Regions from separate parts of the Mus musculus genome. Here all the other regions are linked to region 1. Evidence: chromatin contacts called from public HiChIP or PLAC-seq data. All regions are on one chromosome and are shown on one strand. Each heading gives the region's core, a stretch centred on a gene start, on an enhancer-like site or on the middle of the called end of the contact. The rest is flanking DNA. Distances are from core to core; before and after follow the strand shown.

What was found. HiChIP or PLAC-seq counts read pairs in DNA pulled down with a chosen protein or histone mark.
Region 2: a FOXA1 HiChIP or PLAC-seq map of pancreatic cancer cells shows a contact between it and region 1. The contact joins two enhancer-like sites. A contact is called at or near these places in 1 of 484 Hi-C or Micro-C datasets (the G1E-ER4 cell line), 1 of 115 datasets of contacts at active chromatin or transcription factors (pancreatic cancer cells) and 2 of 9 other capture datasets (liver and pancreatic islet).
Region 3: a contact with region 1 is called in a FOXA1 HiChIP or PLAC-seq map of pancreatic cancer cells. The contact joins two enhancer-like sites. A contact is called at or near these places in 1 of 115 datasets of contacts at active chromatin or transcription factors (pancreatic cancer cells) and 1 of 9 other capture datasets (liver).

Annotation. Positions count from the first base shown.
Region 1 is chr8:27,243,167-27,246,674 of GRCm38.p6, reverse strand. No RefSeq gene overlaps it. Among named protein-coding and RNA genes, the nearest start is that of Adrb3, 15 kb to the right of the region's middle. Within about 2 kb of position 1,979, at least 19 of the 459 cell types and tissues checked have an H3K27ac peak or open chromatin away from gene starts, as enhancers often do. A contact at or near this core is called in pancreatic cancer cells, where this site is marked.
Region 2 is chr8:26,745,781-26,749,288 of GRCm38.p6, reverse strand. No RefSeq gene overlaps it. Among named protein-coding and RNA genes, the nearest start is that of Gm32098, 49 kb to the right of the region's middle. Within about 2 kb of position 1,843, at least 86 of the 459 cell types and tissues checked have an H3K27ac peak or open chromatin away from gene starts, as enhancers often do. A contact at or near this core is called in pancreatic cancer cells, where this site is marked.
Region 3 is chr8:26,885,525-26,889,032 of GRCm38.p6, reverse strand. No RefSeq gene overlaps it. Among named protein-coding and RNA genes, the nearest start is that of 2310008N11Rik, 63 kb to the right of the region's middle. Within about 2 kb of position 1,707, at least 104 of the 459 cell types and tissues checked have an H3K27ac peak or open chromatin away from gene starts, as enhancers often do. A contact at or near this core is called in pancreatic cancer cells, where this site is marked.

The DNA.
Region 1 (3,508 bases), core at 730-3,229:
TTAACCACCATGCTGTATTCTTTCACTGGCTCACTGCACATGCTCCGAAGACACTATAAAAGTCCACCCCACTACCCAGTCCACAGAATCTGATCTTTAATCATTTAGTTATTATTAGAAATTTTGACTAGAGACATGTCTGCTCCTGACAGTACCCCCTTCATCATTCAAAGTAGATGTTGAGCATCTTTACCTCCAGGCAAGTTTGCTTATCCTGGCATACAAAATACTGTCCAAAAAGGACAAACAGATGTGGGATAGTTGACTGCTAAGCTCTTCCTCGACCGAGTAAGCTAGTCCTTCATATGCCCACTTCATTTCAGGGCCTACCAGATGGATCTAGGCCAAAAGACTGAAGACAGACGCTCCAACATTATTAGAAATTAGGGGACTGTATAGGTTGTCAGCTGTCTCTACAATTTAAGTTTTGAAAGCTATATTTTTATGCTTCCTATATATTCAGGTAATATTTAATTTGTTATTGGATTTCTGACAGGGTTAAAAACTAGTTATAGTCTCATAAGCAAACTTTAGTTGTTTAACATTGAGAAATATGATATAGAGTTAAAAGCATGGTTTTCAGATGGTGATACAGGCTAAAATCAAAACATAACTCAGGTATAGAATTTTAAGGTCTTTAGTTAGGATATGATGGTAGAGTACTTTATCTTGTTGACAAATATGGACTGGATGCTAATTGTATATCATACTCTGCAAGTTACATCATTGTTATGGTTGTACTCAATTCATGCCTGAGAGAAAAACTTTTTTATTTGGACAGAGGTGAGATGTTGGTGATCAGTTTCTAATGTTTTGATTTAATGGAGAATCTGAATGTCCAAACACTAAAGGTCCTTGCCCCCAATTGGTTTTTGATTGATCAGTAAAGGTGCCAGCAGCCAATGGCTGAACAAAGGGAGACAGGGTAGGTCCTTTAGATTTGCAATGGCTAGGAACTGGGGAAAAGGAGACAGAGGATCGCCATGATGTGGTAGGAGACTGATCAGATTTAGAGCTGTAAGAGAAAGAGCCAACAAGCCATGTAAAAATTCAGGTAAGTGGCTACTGGTCACCTCCCTGATTGGGCCTAGGGTACCAGGCTGAGGATTAGAACTGCTCAGCCACTGACCAGGGCAGCATATTAAAAATAAGCTAATGTGTGTTTTCTATTCACGGATCCAGGGAGCTGCTGGGTGAGCAGCAGAAGTGTGACCTGTATTTGGAACATAAAGCAGAGTAGCCAAACTCCGTGCCACAAGACACTGCACTGGTCTCCAGTGGCATCGCTGCGATGGCACTGATTTCTAATCTGGAGGTTGATATATGCTAGCAGAAAAGGAAGCAAGCCAAATCAAGCCAAAATAATAATAATAATAATAATAATAATAGCCCGAAATGATCAGTGATTGGTCACGAAAACCCCCACAGAAGCAGTGGCTGCCTTGGAACCAGCACAGCATAGCAGCTGAGTGAATCATCTCACCACAGGTCTTCCCTTTGTTGCTGTTTTTTGTGAATACTCCCTGTCTTAGTCAGGGTTTCTATTCCTGCACAAACATCATGACCAAGAATCAAGTTGGGGAGGAAAGGGTTTATTTGGCTTACACTTCCATACTGCTGTTCATCACCAAAGGAAGTCAGGACTGGAACTCAAGCAGGTCAGGAAGCAGGAGCTGATGCAGAGGCCATGGAGGGATGTTCTTCACTGGCTTGCTTCCCCTGGCTTGCTCAGCCTGCTCTCTTATAGAACCAAGACTACCAGCCCAGAGATGGTCCCATCCACAAGGGGTCTTTCCCCCTTGATCACTAATTAAGAAAATGCCTTACAGTTGCATCTCATGGAGGCATTTCCTCAACTGAAGCTCCTTTCTCTGTGATAACTCCAGCTGTGTCAAGTTGACACAAAACTAGCCAGTACACTCCCAATTGCTCTGTGTCATGGTTTGAATATGCTTGGCCAAGGGAGTGGCACTATTAGGAGGTGTGGCCTTGTTGCAGTAGATGTGTCACTGTGGACATGGCCTTTAAGATCCTCACCCTAGCTGCCTGGAAGTCAGTATTCTGCTAGTCACCTTCAGATGAAAATGAAGAACTCTTAGCAACTCCTGTATCATGCCTTCCTGGATGCTGCCATACTCCCACCTTAATGATAATGGACTGAACCTCTGAACCTGTAAGCCAGCCCCAATTAAACATCCTTTATAAGACTTGCCTTGGTCATGGTGTCTGTTCACAGCAGTAAAACCCTAACTAAGACACTCTGCAGGATCCCCAAGCTATCCCTCCACAGTATCTACACACACTCCCCGTCCTTGGACAGACTAGAAAAAGCTCCTGACAAACATGTAAGCAGTTGCTAACATTAAGCAGCTGAAGTCTGCATCCCCCAGCTGACCTCTCCCAGATGCCAGCCTCTGGTTTACCACAGCCTTGTCATGCTCAGGCCTGAGAGCAGAAAAGACAGTGGTCCCTGGGGAAGATCTCTTCTGGTAGAGGAACAGTTGGACACAATGGTCTGCTGGCATGAAATACGGGGAAAGGTTGGGACAGGCATTGGAAGAAGATTGTCTGTCTGTCTCTCTGTCTCTCTGTATATGTGTGTGTGTCTGTCTCTGTCTATCTCTTTGTCTCTGTCTGCCTCTGTGTGTGTGTGTGTGTGTGTGTCTTCCCCTCCCTCTCTCTCCCATCCCCTACTTCTCAGGAGAATTCCTGAGGGATTCTCGGAAGCAAGCCAAGAAACATCAATTGCCCACTTAGGTTGCAACATTACTGAGGTTAGACTCATTCTTATCTGCACCCAGTGTCAGAAGGTAGAGATGTCTGACAGCTGCCTCAGAGCTCCACATGCACTCCATGTGGAGCTCCTGGTAAGTGGGGTGCACCTGATTCACCACATGAGAAACCAAGGCCTCCCCAAGAAGCCCCCAACATCAGCCTGAGTTTTCCCAGCAAGGACGAGTGAGCCCCCGTGCTAGCTTTTAGTGGCTGTGACGAGGAAAGAGAAGCAAACTCATAAGGGTGGGAAGTTGAATTTCTCTTAGTGTTTTGGAGGATTCAGTCATGGTTACAGGGCCATATTGCTTTAGCCCTGTAGCGAGGCAGTATATCATGGTAGAAGTACGTGGTAGGGGGCACCTATTTACCTCATGGTATCCATGAAGCTAAAAGAAACATGAAGGAGCCAGGGTCCTAATATCCCCATCAAGGGCTTACACTCAGTGACCTAGCTGCTTCCAACTAGTCTCCCTTTCTTTAAAGTTCAAGAACCTCCAGGTAGTACCACAGGCTGAGGACCAAGCTCTTAACACACTGGCTTAGGGGGAACATTTCACTTCCAAACCATAGCAATCCCAGACAGGCTACCCACTGGTCTACACAAAGTCGAGCGATCAACAAACATCAAAATGAACTTAAAAGGGCTAGCCCCTGGGACGCCCGGAGAGCTCAGATCTGTTTTAGGAGCGGTCAAGCCCTGCAGGAATATTTACAGCAAGCTGCACACTCACCT
Region 2 (3,508 bases), core at 594-3,093, 500 kb after region 1:
TTTCTTACCTCTCCTTACCCAGATCATAAGGCACCATTGCAGGGGCTGCTGATTGACTTCTGGGTTTCTGGTCCAGGAAGTTCTGAGGGCTACTTAAAAAGCAGTGCTTCCTGCCCTTGAGGTAGGGCCCTGCTCCTCTCCCAGAACTCAGGCATCTCTGAGAACTCCAGAGCCAATCAGGCTGATAGGACATGACAGCAAGGCAGCATTCCAAGCCAAGTCCCAGAATGAAGTCCCAGGATGAACTTGGAGTGGGCACCACCGGTGATGAAGGGACATAGAGAAATAGAAATATCCATACTCAGAGGAGACAGGGTTCGGGATGTCACAGAAAGGGGAAGGGACTAGCCAGCTTCTGAGAATGGTGTCCAGAGGAACCCACTTGGAGTAAAGGCAGAGTAGACGCTGGGAGGATGCCTGCCCTGTGCTGGTTGGTGCATCCTGCCAGGCCGTTCCCGTTCTACCCTCACCCCCCCCCCCCCCCGCGTGATGGTCAGCACAGCCAGCTGGCTGATCTGCTCAGCACATTTTCCTCCAGTTCTGTTCAGCACAGTCTTCCCTTCAGCTCAGCTCGCTCAGCACATCTCATTCCTGCCTGACCCAGACCCCTTGAAACCATTTATTTCTCTTGGAGCAGAGGAGTTTGTGGTTGGTCGTGGCCTCTCTGCCGATACTTACCAACAGAGCACTGTTTCTGTCTTGCATCTCTCCCAGGGATTGGACCAGCTCAACCCACATTCCAGAGCATCTCCTTCCAATGGTTTAGTTCTGTGCTGCCTGGAGTGTTCAGAGCTTGTCCAATCCACACCTCCTGTTCTAGCACACTGGACCACCTTGCTTTTGTTAACCCAAGGCGCTGATGTGTACCCGTTCTCTCTCTCTCTCTCTCTCTCTCTCTCTCTCTCTCTCTCTCTCTCCTTACAAATGGCTCTGCAGCAGCCCTGGGAGGGCTCAGCCGCACCAATCACGTCTCCATGGTTCCTTGTTAGCTGCACTCTAAGCAGGAAAGTGACTGGGCCTGACAATATAATTTACATTGCTGTATAAAACTATCTGTGGAAGCCAAGCTAATTTGTGCCAGATTAGGCTATTTGTCTCAGCCACTGTCTCGCAGCACAATCTATCAGAGGGCTGTTTTCAAATATCGCTTTTCAAGCGTGCCCTTGAGAGGCAGAAATTGATTGGGATCTTAGAGAGCAAAATTACAGCAATAACTTAAAAGAAACAATAATTACTGAATCATACCAGTGTCAGCACTCTGGAAAACACGAAATAGCCATCAAACCCCAATCCAATATATTCTGAAGCGAATTTATTGAATGGAAAAAGCAGTTGAGTGAGGGTTTTTTCTCCTCCCCCCTCCCCTTTCCCTGTACATATGGTTATCTCAAAACCGCAAGCGAATGAGTCGATAATTCTTGTCACTGACTGCTCCATTTTCGCCAGGCAGAGGAGCCCCATTAGCTGCCTGCTGCCGCACCCGGCTCCCTCTCTCTCTGAATCCTTTCCCCTCGCCATGGCCGATTCATTTGCTAGTCTCTGCTCTTCAAGCAAACAAACATGTATAACTAATCATCTGTTAAAATGCAGAGGGCCGCTAATAAATCTCCGCAGCTGAAATACTTTAATGGGTAATTAATTGATCCTGTTCCAGAGGAGTAATAAGATAATAAATTAGACAATATTTCACTCAGTCGTGTCAGGCGCCTAGCTAATGGCGCTGTAGGGCTAAGCTGAAGGATAATAAATTAGCCAGAAATTAACTGCTAAGAGGTTTCTGTAGAGAAATCGGTTGACAAGTGAGTCACCATCGTGATTCAGGGCCTGCCTGGTAGTGTGGCAATCTCCGTGAATGTGAACTCGGGCCTCGGGAGGGGGCCCGTGGGGCACTCCCAGCCAGGCTCCAGCAGGATTAAGTTCCCAGCCAGAAGAGTGCCTGTTGGGAAATACCCAATGTGTGAAGTGGGCCAGGGCCCTGCCTTACAGGCCCAGCAGGTCCCTGGCTACAGTAAACTAGGCAGAACATGGGATGAGTTCTGGGAAACAGCGCCCCACTCCCAAGCCAGCAGGCTTTCTGAGCTTTTAATGGGTCATAGCTACCATACCTACCATCAAGTAAGTGACCAAGGCCACAGATCACCGATAGCCACCATATTGCCTTGGCTGCTGAGCCTGAGAAAATATGCTAATGAGGAAGGGCGGAGTCTGGGAAAGAGACTGGCGCTCCTTTAATAACAAGGCTATTACAACCCTCAGGCAGGAGAAATATCAGGGAGCAATGAAGTGAGTTAGGCTTTTCCACACAGGTCAGAGAGGTTTGTCATGGAGTCAGAGGGAGGGAGGGAGGGAGGGAGAAGAGGTTTCAGTTTTATTAAGGGTTTGCAACCCCATTGGAGGAACAACAATATCAACCAACCAGAACCTGCCCCCCCAAAGCTCTCAGGGACTAAACCACCAACCAAAGAGTACACATGGGGCCACCCATGGCTCCACCAGCATATGTAGCAGAGGATGGCCTTGTCTGACATCAGTGGGAGGAGAGGCTGTTGGTCCTGTGAAGGTTCGATGCCCCAGTGTAGGGGAATGCCAGGACAGGGAAGTGTGTGTGTGTGTGTGTGTGTGTGTGTGTGTGTGTGTGTGTGAACACCTTCATAGAAGCAGGGGGAGGGGGAAACCAGGAAAGAGGATAACACTTGAAATGTAAATAAAGAAAATATCAAATAAATAAATAAATAAATAAATAAATAAATAAATAATCTTGGGAAAGTGTTGATAGTTGGGAAGAAAAGGGAGTCACTGGAAGGTTGCCTTCTTCAGGGACAGGTAGAGACAGGGCTCTGCCTGAGGCAAAACACTGGGGAAGAAGTGTTTTGATTTCTCTCTGGTGTTCACCAGAGGTTCATATCTCCTCACAGTAGAAGCATTTGGGTACTATTTATTATTTTCCAGGTACTATTTATTATTTTCCAGGGACGGTTAAAGGGTGGCGGGGTTGATCAGCTAAGGAAACGAGGCTGGTCCGGCTGGACTGCTTCTTGAAGTTAGAGACCAGATCACCTTTATCCCTCCTTGATGATGGTCCCAACCCAGGTGCTATGTTCACTGTCTTCCAGCATCCTCTCAGTGCCGATGGCAAAGATGAGTGGCTCTGCCTTCTGAGTCAGGCCAGCCCATTGAGAGCTTCAGAGGAGCTAATGCAGGACATACTTGTTGGAGACCAGAAAGAAGAAATGTGTGCGTTGACTTGAGGTCCCTGGCGTGATGACTGGTTGTCATCTACTCTGTGTATCCCGAGAGAGAGAAGCCCTTGTCTTGCCGGCTGGCCCAACTGGTCACTTGCACTAAACATCAGGAACTTGGTCCCTGCTTCCATCATTTTTGCTGCTTTGGCTGCAAAGGCCTAGGCAGCAACGCAGACAGAGCATGGCCATCTTGTGCATCTAACTCAGGCACAATGGCACCACATACCTCGTTCAAACAACCCGTTTCTGGTTCTCCTGCCTCTTGG
Region 3 (3,508 bases), core at 458-2,957, 360 kb after region 1:
GAGGTGTGTTTCACACGTTGGGTACAGACATGTTGATGTGTGATGGGGCTTGGGCCTTAGGCGTGGAAGATAAAGTCTGCCACTTCTTTGTAGGTCTGTTCTCTTGCCCTCTTGCAGACACAGAGTACCACCTCCCTCCAAATCTCGCCGCGTCGTTCATGGAAGGCCTGCATCTCCTTTGCAGAACGCGCTGCAGTGACTTGGGCTCACTTCTACTCCTGAGACTCCTCTGAGGCCACCAGCGGGAAGGAGGCTGGACCCTGTCCACCCTGCCCTTCGGCACAGTGATTCAGGGAATAATGAGCAGCCTAGAACCTTTAGCCTAACACCTCTAAACAACTGGGAAAACCCGGAACTGCCCCAGAGAAGCCCTGAAGACCGCAGTCTGGTTTTCTTTCTGTTTTCCAGCCTGTTTTGCCTTGGAAAGGCTGGGAAAGTTTCACCTGGAAACACTGCCACCCCCCCGCCCCCCACCCCCCACCCCCCATTTAAAAACACTTCTTTTGGGATAAACGTCACTCTGTTTCCCAGACTGGGCTGTGAGTTCAAGATCCTCCAGCCTCAGCATCCCGAAGGCTGTAATGACAGAGGTGTGTTGGTACACTGAGCCAAGGTTTTCCTCATCCACGCCTTGGCCTCTCATGGCCTGTCTAGACTCTTTGCAGCTCCTCCACATTTGTGACTTATTTACAAATAGTGACTCATTGCCCAGACACAGGAAAGGTGGGTGTTGGTACCTTCACTTGACAGAGGAAGGAACTGAAGGTCAGAGAGGAACTGAAAGGCAGAGTATAAGGACTGGTTGAAACCCATTGAGGTTCCTAACCTCAATGCAGCTTGCTTTCCTGCAGCCTGCTCCAAGGCCCTGGTTTCAGGCTAGACTCTGTGAACCTACAGACATGTGTGCTCACGTGCATGTGTATGCATATTTGGACTAACTTCTAGCCTGACGCTAGGGCCCTCAGGCCATGTATAGCACCAGGAGGGAGTGTGGTCTGGTCCTACAGTAGGAATGATTTGATACTTCACTTTCTAGCTATGTGATTTTAGGCAGACAGCAGCCCCTCTCTCCAACCCAATCTTTTTATTTGTGAATGAGGATCACAGCCACCTCTCTCAGAATGTGGGTGGGATTGAACAAATTCAACTAGGTTGTTTTAGGGGCAGTGCTTGGTGTGTGGCAGGCCCTGTATCAAGTTCTAGTCATCTCGCCCTTAATCTCTGCAGTCAGGCTGAGAGGCGGAGGAGTTTGACTGGCAGACTTGACCCGTCATGCCCTGTCTTTCATTTGCCAGAAACTTCAGTCTCCCTGGTATGTTCCCTCCCTACCATAAAAGTCTGCCAGCCCCATTCACATCAAGCTTTGCAAGTCTTATTTCTCCCATCAACTTTTCCTTGCATGAAGGAACGGAGCAAGATAGCAATACTTAACCCCGAACTGGAAGCCCTTAAAAATGGCCTGAAGACATCTTCATGTCTCCTACAGATGCACACCCATAAGCCTGCACCCAGCCCCCCTGACTGTCCTGTGGCATTACGGCAGACTCTAGGCAGCTCCCTCCCCTGATTTAGGACGTGCTCTGAGGACATCCATGAAGCTTACTGTCTGCTCTGCTTTGTCACCAGGCCCCACCCCAGGCTGAACGGTGTGGCCTGGGAGTTGTCAGCAAGGCTGCTTACTGGTATGCTGGCCCTGAGGCTTGGAGAGGGAAGGTGCAGGCACCGAGAGGAATGTGCCAGGTTTGTTTCCATTACCCTGGAAACCACTCTGAATCACCCTACACAGCCGGGGCTGCCCAGGGTAGAGTGTGAAGAATGTGGACCTCAGCTGTCAGGGGGAGGGAGCAGGACTTGGGGCTGGAGGTGGAAGCTGTATCAGATTGAAGGATACAACAAAATAAAATGTACTTAATAGTGGGATAATCTCCCTGATAGGCAGTGAGGTCCCCGTCCTTAGAGGTATTCAAGGGCTGTACGCTCACACTCCGTGGTATAACTCTGACTTTGGGAGGAAGTTACTTTTTCTGTCTTAGAATTTGCTGAGCTGTGACTGGGTTTCTGTCCCGTGACTTAAAAATTTGAAGGCCCGTAGGCATCTGCTTTTGTTCAGCAACGTGCAGTGTAGTAACCATGAGTAGACTCTGCCGTGTTAACTCATCGGATTGCAGACAGAGCCTAGGGATGTGCCCATTTATATCCTCAGCTTAGAAAAAGGAAAGTGAAGGTCAATCGCTCTGTGTTACCATTGCTCTGAAAACCTGGAGGTATTTCCAGGAGGCCTGGCATTATAGCCTGGGCCCTCACTTGGGTGGGGGTGGGGACGGTGTCTCAACATTAAACAGGGCAGGTTTCCTAGGATGGGCAGGCCCTTGAGAGAGAACAATTTTGCAAGCGTATCTCAGACCCGGAGGGTGATGCAGTAGACAGAGCAGTATCCTGTTGGTGAGTAAGGGGATGGTCAGAGGACTCATTAGGCCAGACCCGGAAGCTCAGAAATCCAGGTTGACATAGAGCTCAGGGGCAGAAAGAAGGCTTGCCTAGCACGCACAAGGTCCTGGGGCCATCTCAATACTGCAAAAGAACCCAGTAACAACCAAAAAATGAAGCAAAGCAAAGTCGTCAAAGGGGTTATGGAACTGTAAAGAAGCAAGAGAACAAAACCAAACAAAACTGGAAAGCACCTTCAAAAGCACTGGGAGAGAAAAGCATGATGGGAAACTGGGGGTGCTGTCCCAGGAAAACAGAGGCTTTAGAACTTCAGGGTCTGGGGTTTACTCTCTAGATTTGCCACTTCATCTCCTTGTGTATCTAGGGTAGGTTGGCTGACGTCACTGACTCTCAATTTCTGTCTCTGTAAAATGTGTAACTGTGAATGTCTTGACTGAGTTGGGAAGGCTCACCCAGAACTTCAGGAAGGAGGGCTGCTCAGGACAGTGTCTGTGTGTCTTGTTCTAGGAGGCTGAGCAGACAGAGGACCATCTCAGGGTGGGGCTGAGAAGGCAAACTGTCCAACAGATGCCCTCCATCCCTGGATGGTGGCAATCCTCCAGTGTGTGTGTTAATCAAAGGTTAGGGGTATAGCTCAGTGGTACCTGCCAAGTGCCCCGGGCCTGTGGAAATGGAGGCTGCTGAGGACCTAGGGCCAACGACCTGCTTTGTCCCACTGTGCTTTCAGGTGCATGCACAGTCCATTGTCCTGCTAGCCAGGGATCCCAGAAGACACCCGCTGCTTTGGAAGGTCAACAGAGAGTTGGCCTCAGCCTCATCATCTGTCCCCCTTCTCAAGCATGCTTGCCTGATTGCACCCTCTCCATTTCCTAATCTGCAAAAACAGCAGTGTTGGTAGGCAGCTTTGCTGTTTCTGGTGGCCCGAGAATCCACAGGACCGACTTCCTGCAGCAGACAGGCTGACAGGAAGGGCTAGAGGATAGAGAACGAGGACTGTGGGACAGCAGTCACTGTTCTATGGCCCTGAGTGGATGGCAGCACCCCATGTGTGAGGTTTAAC